Regions from separate parts of the Salmo salar genome. Here region 2 is linked to region 1. Evidence: chromatin contacts called from public Hi-C data. All regions are on one chromosome and are shown on one strand. The core of a region is the stretch at or near the end of the contact, and the rest is flanking DNA. Distances in the headings are between cores, read along the strand shown.

Region 1 (6,331 bases), core at 1,513-4,012:
ATTTTCCTTTCCAGTTCATTGTCTTTAGAGAAGCGTCTGGTGGTAATATTGCAATGCATATATGGTGATTTAAATGATAGCAGTTGAATATGTTGTCTACAGTCGGTTTGAACAGATTCAGGGGCCACCGCAACATGTGTAGGGAAATGAAGTGACTCCTCCAAGACCGCAGTTGGTTAATGAAGTCACAGTTTGTCATTTCCTATTATCTTTGGTTTTGATAATGCTACAGTCTCCTCTCCTCTCCTCCACTCATCTTCCCTAGAAGAGAAAGTCTTGGGGGATCCTCTTATCTCCGTTACTTGGTGTGATCTGGGAAAATTGCCTCTTTACAATACATTCTAATAGCAGCTCCAATTTGTCAGAGATCCCTGGGGCTCCAGAGGCTCCAACTAACTCCAGTCTGTCAGGTCTGTTGCTTTATTTCATTGTGTTCCATCCGTGTTAAAGCCCACCACCAGTGAACCTGTCCTCTCTGTATCTGAGGTAATCAATGCACACATCTGTGTGTGTAGCTCTTCAGATAATGTTGACTCATTGATTGAGGAACTGGCTATTATTTGCTCACCACAGCTGTGTACAGCTCCAGATTAGGTTCCTAGATGGCAGATTGTACATTGTAACCTTTAAACCAAATAGTTTAAAATTAATTAAATAACATTACACTTAATGCATAAGAAAAGTGTAGTTGATAGATATCAAGATAAACGCTGTGTTTTATGATAAATGTAAGTAATATATGGCATATTGTTGTGGAAGTGACCATAGACTCCTACTATAATAAACGGAGCATGTGTGAAAATGAGAGGTCCTTTTAAAGATGTCAAATCACAGGTTGTTGATGGCTGGAGACATTTCTATACAGTGATAAACATTCAGTAGAGCTATACTGTCCTGACTCTCTCTTTTTTAATAACCCGATTATATTTTACAACAATGTTAGGGCTCTGTCTCCATTGTGTTATATCCTCTTGTCCTCTGGTCCTGTCCTCTTCCCACCTCTGTCCCTCATGTGGTTCTGGAAGTATTCTTAGGATGATTATTATGTTGCATGTTGTGAGGAGAGAACATCATTTGAGGAGAGGAAATGCTTTTTTTACCCACATGTAGCCATTTAATTGTGTGAAGGTTTATCAAATAGATATTTGGTATTTGGGCAGAACTTTATTTTATGATGCTTGTTTAATAATTGGATGATGCCCTAGCACCCTAAAGAACGTATGATTGTAATTTAGTACTGTTCTTGTTACTGTTAATGATATAATTATAAAATATTGTGTAGCTTGAATTACAGCAAGCTACGCTTAATTTAAAATGTCATTATAAACTTCATGAAAGTTAAATAGGCAAGAGAGGTGATGTTTTTTTGTGTGTGAAATTTGAAGATCATTTTTTCAATGAGCACTGTCTGCTCCAAAATGATTATGAAGCCATGGACCTAGATTTGAACATGTAGCTTTAATACTGACACCAACCTTGTCTTTCTGTGAGCAGCCTCAGATGCAGATGCAAACATGAATTCCAACAGGTGCAACCGAGTAAGCAGTCATTAGATTGTAAAGATGAAATGTCAACAACAACAAAAAGCTCCTCAGCAAATATTGTGTTTTTCTGTCTTGCCAACTGGAATCTATCCATCAACAATTAATTAATCCCTTAATGTCAATCATCTGCAATGAATACAAAATAACATTACACTGTCATCTAAATGATTGCGTGGGATGAACTATGATTTTGGTTGCAGCATAGGATTTTGTTGTGCTCTCACATTGAATTTCTGAGTAAAAAGTAACCAACTGCTATGGGAGGAAGAGGCCCAGCGGTGCCTCTCTCTGTGTAGTTAGCCAACAGTAAGACAGCTCCTAAGTGCTAGCTAGCCAGTGAGGTGAAACCGCAAGCCTTCACATGCCAATCAATCGGTCAGATTTAAGTCGGCTTGGCCAAGTCTTTGGCTTGATGTGTGCAGCCTTTATTTCATGTGGTTTGAAAGCTCTACTTAAGGGGGAAAAACATAAATAAAGAAGTGGGGAAACAAAAGAGTGATGACCTGTCAATGGGCCCTCTTCTTCCACCCCACTCTCTCTGTCTCTGTCTCTGTCTTTCTCACTCTCAGTCTCTTTCTTTCTTTCTTTCTTTCTTTCTATCTCTTATATGAAGTGAGATTTGTTAAGCTACCATCAAACTGCAGAGAACTGATCTGGTGTTTTATGTCAAATTCACAGATGTTACAGACGACTGAGTGGCCATCTGAAATATATTCCAGTATTATGATAATCTAGGAAATAGCCTATACCAGGTAAGGACACATACATTCTGTGTAAATGAATAGAACATGTTGTTAGCATGCTCAATCATTTTCCACCAAGTAACTTCACAGTTATGGTGGCATAGTAGAGAAAATGTTACCCTAAAATGGTTTAGCAAATCATATATAGGATTTATAGGATTTGCTACAGTAACATTATTGTTGTTAAATATTTAAATGTTACAGTAATGTAATTTTTTTGTAAATTTGTTTTTACGCACAACAAATCTAGTTAGCTACATCTGTATTTGGGTGGGGAAATGCTTAATGACGTCAATTGAATTGGTTAGGTGACGAGCCCTTACCCCGCCCCATGTGGGTCAAGGGAGGGAGGGAGAGAGAGAGGGAGGGAGGGAAAGAGAGAGGGAGGGAGGGAGGGAGGGAAAGAGAGAGGGAGGGAGGGAAAGAGAGAGGGAGGGAGGGGGGAAGAGAGAGGGGGGGGAGGGAGGAGAGGGGGGGGAGGGAGGAGAGGGGGGGAGGGGAGACACAGGCTGAGCTGATCCCACGTGTGACGCTTGCATTCCCGGCTCAGTAAAATTGTCTTTAGCGTGCTTCGGTGTAGCGTTGTGCCGCCTGTCTTCGTTAGTTACTGGCTATAGTTGGGTTAGCTATGGAGGGAGACGGGAGCCAAGCCACATCTGGAGGAAGCCCTAATGATTCGCAACACGACCCGGGGTAAGACTGGACAGCACTGACACTTTTATCGTTATAGCTACGTTGTATCAATATTGCACGGCTTATCAAAGCACTGACGTTGATGTTGCCTTCCGGATGCAGTCAACTACACCTTTGTTTGATTATATTAGCAAACGGCCTGCCCCCTTTTTCTATAGCAATAGCTCGCTGGGCTTGATAACTACAGCTCTCTTGCTGCTGCTCTGCCTACGTTTTGTTCGCTTTTTGTCGCTATATCAAGTAGTTAGCTAGAGCTAGCCAAGTAGTTAGCTACACGTCAAAATGGCCGATCTGACATCTGGACTCACTTCTGCTGTGTTTTCCCCTTACAGTAAAATGTTTATCGGTGGTCTCAGCTGGCAAACTTCACCAGGTAAGAAATTAATTTGTGGACTACAGTGTGGCATTGTCGGGTTGTGTTCTGTAGTAGCCGAGGCTGCCGGTGCTAGTTGCAACGTCTGATTTGTGTGTGTGTGTGTGTGTGTGTACCTACCTACTTCAGTGCGCGCAAGGTTATTTTTATTTGATATCATTTGAAGTCCTCTATTCGACCCCTATGTGCATACTAGTAGCTAGAGGCATTTAAAGCTCATACATATAGTATTTTCTATATTTGACAGAAGAATGAAAACGACCAGTAACCTCCGTTTGTGTTTCTTTTGCAGACAGCCTTAGAGACTATTTTACTAAATTCGGGGAAATCAGAGAGTGTATGGTGATGAGAGATCCAACGACAAAACGCTCCAGGTAATTAGCTAATATATCCCCCCCCTGTGTTTGCAATTGTATTAATTGTGGTTTTGCAGTGTCCTTATGATTACGCTAAATCAGTTAGCAAGCAAGCAGCCATTTATTTTTGTCGCACGTCGAGTTTTTACAAGCGATTGAATCAGCGCTTTGCAAAGGTAACGCAATTTGACATTGACCACCACTAAAGATAGAATACCTGCGGATCTATGAATATGCCTGAAATAATTAGATGTCACTTCATTCACATGATTCTTTGTGCAGCATTAAAAGGAAATGGCATTTTACATTTAAGAAATAATTGAAAATGAAAGGTAAACTATTTTCATATCAAGTAGCCTATGGGTACACCAACATAGGCAACTTTGGTAAATATTTGTTACAATGTAACATTTGGCTGCATTGTATATTTGTTAGGCTACAATGTAGCCTGGCATTTGGCTTTATTGTTTGTATCAATGTAACAGCTGTAGTTATACATACTGACTGATAGGCTGTTTGACCACTCTCCTGGCCACTGACTGACTCACTGATTACAATGTTTCTTGTTTATTTCCACAGGGGCTTCGGATTCGTTACTTACGTAGATGCTGCCAGTGTAGATAATGTCTTAGCTCAGCCACATCACGAATTAGACTCAAAAACGGTATGTCTCATCTCTTCTGTCACTTTTTTAAGTGTTTGTGCTTTTGTGACCCACCTGCCTGGCATGATTGACTATGTCGTATTGAATTGTGTCTTTTACGGAGTTGTGATATGTTATTTGAATTAGTCACACTCACAGCCACATGCACTTAAAGGCAATAAGTAGCCTAGCTAATTGTGTGTTCTGAGCATGCCCCCCCCCCTGATATGACAAGACCTTCTGCTAAACCTTTCTTTACCATTGAGTGCCATATTACATAAAGTAATTTGAGCACTGATGGCAACTGCAAAGCTTTCTGTCCGGCAACATCTGAGTGTTTTGAGATGGGGAGCATTTTATTGTTAAATCTGCATATTATATAAAGTGATTGTCATTCTGTATTTGTTTTCTGTGAAAATGAATTCCCAGCTGTCTTTATAGATTTTAGTTGGCTATATATACATTGTATGTTTTTGTTTCTTATGCACCGTATTCATGCATCAGGCATTTTCTGTTTACATAATGTAGTTCTAAATAAATGTGGTTTTTAAAAAGCACCCCACCTTGAGTTAGCTTTAATTTTTCATCCTCCCAAGTCTGTTGTCTGCATATTATCCACTTCCTCTGTCTGCATATTATCCACTTCCTCTGTCTGCATATTATCCACTTCCTCTGTCTGCATATTATCCACTTCCTCTGTCTGCATATTATCCACTTCCTCTGTCTGCATATTATCCACTTCCTCTGTCTGCATATTATCCACTTCCTCTGTCTGCATATTATCCACTTCCTCTGTCTGCATATTATCCACTTCCTCTGTCTGCATATTATCCACTTCCTCTGTCTGCATGTTATCCACTTCCTCTGTCTGCATGTTATCCACTTCCTCTGTCTGCATGTTATCCACTTCCTCTGTCTGCATGTTATCCACTTCCTCTGTCTGCACGTTATCCACTTCCTCTGTCTGCACGTTATCCACTTCCTCTGTCTGCACGTTATCCACTTCCTCTGTCTGCACGTTATCCACTTCCTCTGTCTGCACGTTATCCACTTCCTCTGTCTGCACGTTATCCACTTCCTCTGTCTGCACGTTATCCACTTCCTCTGTCTGCACGTTATCCACTTCCTCTGTCTGCACGTTATCCACTTCCTCTGTCTGCACGTTATCCACTTCTTCTGTCTGCACGTTATCCACTTCTTCTGTGTCTGCACGTTATCCACTTCCCATCTGTCTGCAAGTCTGCTAAATGCACACATTCCCACAACCTGACCCATTTTAAATAACAAGGTGCTATAGGAGGACTGCCTCATTGTCATGGCTGGAATGGAATAAATATAACGGTATCAAACATATGGCAACTACATGTTCCACTCCGTTCCATTCAAACCATTACAATGAGCCCATGCTATAGCTCCTCCCACCAGCCTTCTCTGATATTGGATAGCTTAAAACTGACACTTGAATTAAGTTTCATGTTTCTCTGAAGGTGAGAGTTGGTCAGAGTAATGCCTTGACTGCAAAAAATGGTATTGTGATGATTCGCCCTGCATTTAGTGTTTGATTTTCCAAATGGGTCAGTTTTCTTGTTCTTGCTGATTCTCGTGCTCCTCTATTGGCTAATATACATTTGATTGGGATGCCCCTGTGGCATTCTTTATGTAGCATGCAAATACCATGGTAGTTACATAGGCAGGTAGGTACATTGTAATGTGTGTGACCTGTTTGAAATGAGAATACACAGATTTTCTTTACATGCATTAATGGTACATTTGCACAACAAACTTAAATATGTTTGCAAAATAATTTCTAAATTTTTCATTTCACTTAACTCAATTTGTGAGTTCATAAAATCTAGGAAATTGTGCATGACACAAACATTACAGTAGTTGTAGGTTAAGTAATACTGTGTAGCTACACTGTAACTGCCTATGTAACTACCATGTAAAGATGTATGGTAATGTGGGACCAAAAATACTGA
Region 2 (6,965 bases), core at 3,558-6,057, 370 kb after region 1:
AGCAATAGAAAGGCAAAAACAATTAAGGCGCTTTCAGACACTGACTGTATAATGCCAACGAGATTAGATATCTTTGTGACAGCACTGCCATAGAGCAGGAAGACAAAGACAGAGTAGGATAAAGAATTGAAGAGAAAGACATTTCCATTTCGATCCATTTATGAATATGGAAAATGTTAAATACAGCCATTGAATGGCTTATTGAATATTCTATTGTATATAAGCTATGGTGCAGTATGTACACTGACTATATACATTCTACAGCCTCTTACAAACCAGAAATAGAACACATTCAATTATTTATTTTACTGATCTACACAACCTAGGCTAACCAACATTTCAAGGAGAAAATAAATGATTACATATAATTAATTCAGTTTTATTTTCTATCACGGATCACATTTGACAACCAGCCATGTGTAAACAACAAAGAAAAGTTGTGGTTACATATACACAGGACACTGCCCTAACCCAGCACGCTCAGCCCAAACATTTTTCACATAATTCACCCTTAAATGCTGTTGTTGGCATCTAGTCTCTCCTCCACAGCCCAAAAATGGTGCTTCTTTAGAAATCTATGCCAGAAGCAGTAAAATGTTATCCACGCTCACACTCCAGTGACAGAGAGAATGGCATTTTGATCAATTAAATTCCAGCCCATGCTCAATTGGAATCATTTGTATCCAGAGATCCTTGCCAGGAGTCTGGCAGGGGAAAAAAAGTTCATTACCTGCCTGAAAATACATTTTGAAAGGAAATAGAGAAATCTTGGGGGTGCTGCCAAGAAGTCATCTACACAGACAGTGTTTCTCCAGTTTTTAAAGGCCTCCATCGTAAAGTTCATTGTATTAATTCCATCTTAAAACGAAGATTGCTCATCACATTTCTCCACCTGGAACTTACAAACATACAACACATACAAAAAGCATGTCAGAATATTCAGCAGGCTACATGCTCACCCACCCCTCTACAGAAACTATACTTAACAAAAATATAGACGCAACATGTAAAAAGTGTTGGTCCCATGTTTCATGAGCTGAAATAAAAGATTGCAGAAACCTTTCAAATGCACAAAGCTTATTTCCCTGTTAGTGAGCAATTCTCCTTTGCCTAAGATAATTCAGCCACCTGACAGGTGTGGCATATCAAGAAGCTGATTAAAAAGCATGATCATTACACAGGTGCACCTTGAACTGGGAGAGAATATAAGGCCACTAAAATGTGCAGTTTTGTCACAAAACAATGCCACATACGTCTCAAGTTGAGGGAGCATGCAATTGGCATGCTGACTGCAGGAATATCCAACAGAGCTGTTGCCAGAAAATGTAAGCCTCCAACACCGTTTTAGAGAATTCGGCAGTACATCCAACCTGCCTCACAGAGACCACGTGCAACCTCGCCTGCCGAGGACCTCCACATCCGGTTTCTTCACCTACGGGATAATCTGAGGAGGGGGTGTGGTTCTGAGGAGTACTTCTGTGTGTAACAAAGCCCTTTGTGGGGAAAAACTCATTCTGATTGGCTGGGACTGGCTCTGAAATGGCCATTGCCCATTCATGTGAAATCCATAAATTAGGGCCTAATGAATTTATTTCAATTGACTTATTTCCTTCTATGAACTGTAACAGTAAAATATTTGAAATTGTTTAGTTTCGTTCAGTATATATTATTTAACACTTAAAATAAGATAAAAGGAAAACAGTGCAAAATCAACACCTTTAAGGATTGCGTCAAGCCACAGGTTGCCAACACACCCCACTGAGTGTCCGTTTCTCCCCTCAGCCTGTGGACACGGCAGACAGACAAGGATTGTTCGTCTCATTCCCAACCTGACTCGCTCCCTCCTCTACATCTCTCCCCAATTCTATCCCTCCCTCCTGTTCATTAGGCCCTCAGACCGTCTTGCCATCCTGCCGCCACAGAATTGCTTTCGCTTTGACTGTGTGCAGACAATCACCCATTCCATTATGGTGTTGATATCATTTCTCCTCTCTGTGCGAGCGCAGAATAGACTGTGAGATGGACAGTTTTCCCTTTCGATAAACAGAAAGACAGCTGATAATGAGAAATGCCTCCAAGGTCATCTTTTTGAAAAGACGATGGAGGAAAGAGAAGGGGGAACTGTGGTACTGTGAAAACGCTCATGGATGCTAGCTTTTTCCAGAGCAAATAACTCCGACCAGTGCTGTTCCACATCAAAGCCAAGGCTCTAGATATAAGCCCTCTTTAGATTTATTTTCAAATGGCAGTTGAACTGCAGGGCTGCTAGGTCATATAGCGGATCAATGCCTCTACAAGTGGTGAGAACAGGAAGAAGGATGATTATCCTGATTAGAGAGAAGAGAAAGGGTAACCTGCAGAAGTTCTAATAACTGGTTACTGTTTAATGTTATTCTGGTAGTTTGAGATACATATTGAAAAATACATATATGCCAAGATAATGTTCAGAACAGGATGCAATGTTGGTGCGGTGCTTATTTGAATTGTAGCAGTAGACACTAACCTAAAATATAGTTTAATTATCAGTGTATAGGTGTTGATGTCAAACCTTTCCTATCTGGTGGAATACCTTCCACAGATTTGACCTTGCATTTATTTTAATATGGCACCTGTGATGCTTCTTTACTCACATTCTCATCCCCAGTCGGCTGATGTGGTTATGTGATCAGTGGTATTTCTCTGTGAAGCAATACGGCATTAATATCGCCATTTCATCCCAGATGCTCAGGCAGGCAGGCACTGTCGAATTACACTGTCACAGCAGCAAATGGAGAATGCAATATCAACTCTCACTCACAGCTTGCTTGTCTTGCATGAATGTTCTGCAGCGTGACTGAAACATAACAGAGGATGAATGGCAGAGGAAAAAAGGAAAATAGGCCACATTCTAGAATATAGAGTTACTTTACCCATCACTCACAATGCTAATTGATCATCATCATCTCATATCAACAGGCGTGGCCTGTCGAAAGTCTGAAAACACACTGCAACGTAACCAGTTGGACGTACAGTGCATGTAGACACACACAATATACATTTACAGCCGTATGCATAACATCAATCTTACAAGTTTCCAGCCCAAAAATGTACAATAACTTGACTCCTACACACCACCACACAAAACCCTGCAGTCAAGATGGACGGTCGTGAAAGCTGCCCAGGCCCACCCATAACAAGAAGTCTTTCTTGTTAATCCACATTGTTCAGAAAGTCTGGACTGAGGAGTATGTCTAGTGTTGGACAGATACTGAAAGTCCCCTTTTTATAGTCAGTGGAGGTGGATGGTTGGTTCCACCTAGGTGAAGAGTGTGGTTGAAGCCATGTTGCAGAGGCCTACTGTGGAGTCACTGGTGCTTGTGTTGGCTTCTCTTCTCCTGGTGTCTGTGTTCCGCCAGGTGCATCTGCCTGCTGTTCCGCCAGCATGTCTGTCAGCTTCATGCCCAACACTGGATTCCTGGTCTCTGACGCCACCTGCAGGCCAAGCGGCAAAAGTGCAGCCAGTCAGTTTAACAGAAGGTCTCATGATTGTAAGCGATTAGTACTATACAGTATTTGGGAAAAGGGCAGACAGCATTACAATTAATAAGTTGTATCATTTGAACAGTCTACTCACCGCAGGAGTACCCCTCCTCCTCAACACCAAGCCCTCAGCAAGGAGAGCCTTCCCAGTCTCCTCAAACAGAGACTGTTTCTCCAGCTCTCCCTGGCTCTCGAACTCTGTGTACTTCTCCACAAACCTACAAAAAGGAAGAAAAAAAAACACACGTGTGTGTATGTATGTATGTATATATAAAATAATCGAATTGCAGTAGTTAGGATCCAGCATTACAGACATGTGGAATCCCAAAACTTAACAAACCAACAATGTGATTAATTGTGAAAATCTGCCCATACCTTTGGCATGTTGAAACAAAGCTGGATTTGGAGAGATCAAAAACTCTGGGCCCTGTTCCATACATCTCGTAAAATTTCCTGGAAGAGAGTCTGGTGCTGATCAACAAATTGACATTTCCATCCCTAACAGCTTTTGAATGACAGTAAAAAGTTTAAGGTAAACAGTTTAATTAGCTTACGCTCTGATTTCATCCTCTCTGTAGAAGATGTTTGGCACAGCCTCTTCTTTCTTCCCATATATCTTGGCCACTGGTCTGACATAAAGTGGGTCCTTCATGGGTGGAAAGGTCTTGTATACATCATACCAAATGGGCTTGTCAGACTGTTTGACAACTCCAGAACGCATAAGATCTCTGACTCTGAAAAAGAAACCAGTGAGCCATCAGCAAAAACGTGAACAATGGAGCAAATGCATCCCATGCACTCTCAATTTATCAATTGCAAAGAGCTAGCTAACGTTAGCATTCATTTATATTATGCGGAACCATAGGCTAGATAGCATTGGCTACAAGTTGCAGAAAAGTCACTCAACCATCAAAGAAAATTGTTTCTACCTAACATTAGCTAGATAGCAAACTCTAAAGGGTCTACAAAACTAGATGGTATCCTCCAGTAACCTTGACACCAAAATTATGCTGGCTAATATTAGCAACACGACATTTGAACCTACCGCGTGAACACGGTTCCGAATTTTTCAAGTCGACTTCCTGCCATAATTGACTTGAATTTAACTACACTATGCGTGTAAAATGCCGCTAGGTAATTATACAGTAAACTCTAAGATCATAGTTAGCAACCACCAACTACAGAGCCTATTTTCACCAGCATGGACGACCACCACTTCCGCATGTAATTTCTGCAGGGATAAACTGCACCGAAAGCGAACTGTAAAAACATGGGGCGGGTTCCAGATCGTCTGCATTTTAAGCGCTGCGGTCACTGACACTCTGAACAAGAGGCTTTCAATAAGGCATCAACTACAGTCCGTGGCGACCCGTCATTCAGGGCAGGTGGAGCCCCACCTGTTTAGCAAAATTATTATGCCTGTTTTGCATGTTATTTCGGCATTAACACGTGTCACATATCAGTTTGCAAAAAATATATATATACTGCTCAAAAAAATAAAGGGAACACTTAAACAACATATCCTAGATCTGAATGAAAGAAATCATCTTATTAAATACTTTTTTCTTTACATAGTTGAATGTGCTGACAACAAAATCACACAAAAATAATCAATGGAAATCCAATTTATCAACCCATGGAGGTCTGGATTTGGAGTCACACTCAAAATTAAAGTGGAAAACCACACTACAGGCTGATCCAACTTTGATGTAATGTCCTTAAAACAAGTCAAAATGAGGCTCAGTAGTGTGTGTGGCCTCCACGTGCCTGTATGACCTCCCTACAACGCCTGGGCATGCTCCTGATGAGGTGGCGGATGGTCTCCTGAGGGATCTCCTCCCAGACCTGGACTAAAGCATCCGCCAACTCCTGGACAGTCTGTGGTGCAACGTGACGTTGGTGGATGGAGCGAGACATGATGTCCCAGATGTGCTCAATTGGATTCCGGTCTGGGGAACGGGCGGGCCAGTCCATAGCATCAATGCCTTCCTCTTGCAGGAACTGCTGACACACTCCAGCCACATGAGGTCTAGCATTGTCTTGCATTAGGAGGAACCCAGGGCCAACCGCACCAGCATATGGTCTCACAAGGGGTCTGAGGATCTCATCTCGGTACCTAATGGCAGTCAGGCTACCTCTGGCGAGCACATGGAGGGCTGTGCGGCCCCCCCAAAGAAATGCCACCCCACACCATGACTGACCTACCGCCAAACCGGTCATGCTGGAGGATGTTGCAGGCAGCAGAACGTTCTCCACGACGTCTCCAGACTCTGTCACGTCTGTCACGTGCTCAGTGTGAACCTGCTTTCATCTGTGAAAAGCACAGTGGCGAATTTGCCAATTTTGGTGTTCTCTGGCAAATGCCAAACGTCCTGCACAGTGTTGGGCTGTAAGCACAACCCCCACCTGTGGACGTCGGGCCCTCATACCACCCTCATGGAGTCTGTTTCTGACCGTTTGAGCAGACACATGCACATTTGTGGCCTGCTGGAGGTCATTTTGCAGGGCTCTGGCAGTGCTTCTCCTGCTCCTCCTTGCACAAAGGGTGAGGTAGCGGTCCTGCTGCTGGGTTGTTGCCCTCCTACGGCCTCCTCCACGTCTCCTGATGTACTGGCCTGTCTCCTGGTAGCGCCTCCATGCTCTGGACACTACGCTGACAGACACAGCAAACCTTCTTGCCACAGCTCGCATTGATGTGCCATCCTGGATGAGCTGCACTACCTGAGCCACTTGTGTGGGTTGTAGACTCCGTCTCATGCTACCACTAGAGTGAAAGCACCGCCAGCATTCAAAAGTGACCAAAACATCAGCCAGGAAGCATAGGAACTGAGAAGTGGTCTGTGGTCCCCACCTGCAGAACCACTCCTTTATTGGGGGTGTCTTGCTAATTGCCTATAATTTCCACCTGTTGTCTATTCCATTTGCACAACAGCATGTGAAATTTATTGTCAGTCAGTGTTGCTTCCTAAGTGGACAGTTTGATTTCACAGAAGTGTGATTGACTTGGAGTTACATTGTGTTGTTTAAGTGTTCCCTTTATTTTTTTGAGCAGTGTATAAAGCCGCATACAAACAGGGTCTCTTTTTTGCTTTCTTGAGTAAGGCAGATCCAAAATGCTGGTGTTTTAGCCTAGCTCAGTGCTTTCTGTGGCGATGGGGCGGCCAGCAGAAAACAGTGTAGGGGTTGGTAATGTTCTCTAGTTGCGCCGTGATTGGCTCAGTGTTCTGTCACTCATGGGGACACTAGTCACCGCAAAATCTACTGTACAAGGAGAGCTCGAAAATTCAAGCCCCTTGGGCGCTGCCATAGAGTTACATTAGACGTGCCCATCCAAGAAGGGTCAAGGTCATTGGCAAGAGAATAAATTCAAATCACGTTATATCTACCGTAGCTTTGATTGGACTGATCATGTCAACATCATACTTTCAAAATCTTAGCTAGCAAGA

Evidence for each region. A called contact is a pair of places that touch in the nucleus more often than the background predicts.
Region 2: a Hi-C map of muscle shows a contact between it and region 1, with 11 times the contacts expected there. The contact joins the promoter of LOC106613080 here to the promoter of LOC106613081 in region 1. A contact is called at or near these places in 2 of 3 Hi-C or Micro-C datasets (gill and muscle).

Annotation. Positions count from the first base shown.
Region 1 is chrssa09:138,104,550-138,110,880 of Ssal_v3.1, forward strand. It overlaps LOC106613081 (RNA-binding protein Musashi homolog 2), which reads left to right and starts at 2,763. Exons shown (of 14, transcript XM_045724688.1): 1 at 2,763-2,980; 2 at 3,313-3,353; 3 at 3,646-3,727; 4 at 4,289-4,373. The coding sequence starts at 2,916.
Region 2 is chrssa09:138,472,660-138,479,624 of Ssal_v3.1, forward strand. LOC106613080 (28S ribosomal protein S23, mitochondrial) reads right to left here and starts at 4,808. Exons shown (of 5, transcript XM_014214978.2): 1 at 4,717-4,808; 2 at 4,074-4,253; 3 at 3,895-3,972; 4 at 3,614-3,737; 5 at 366-3,471. The coding sequence starts at 4,240. The coding sequence ends at 3,334.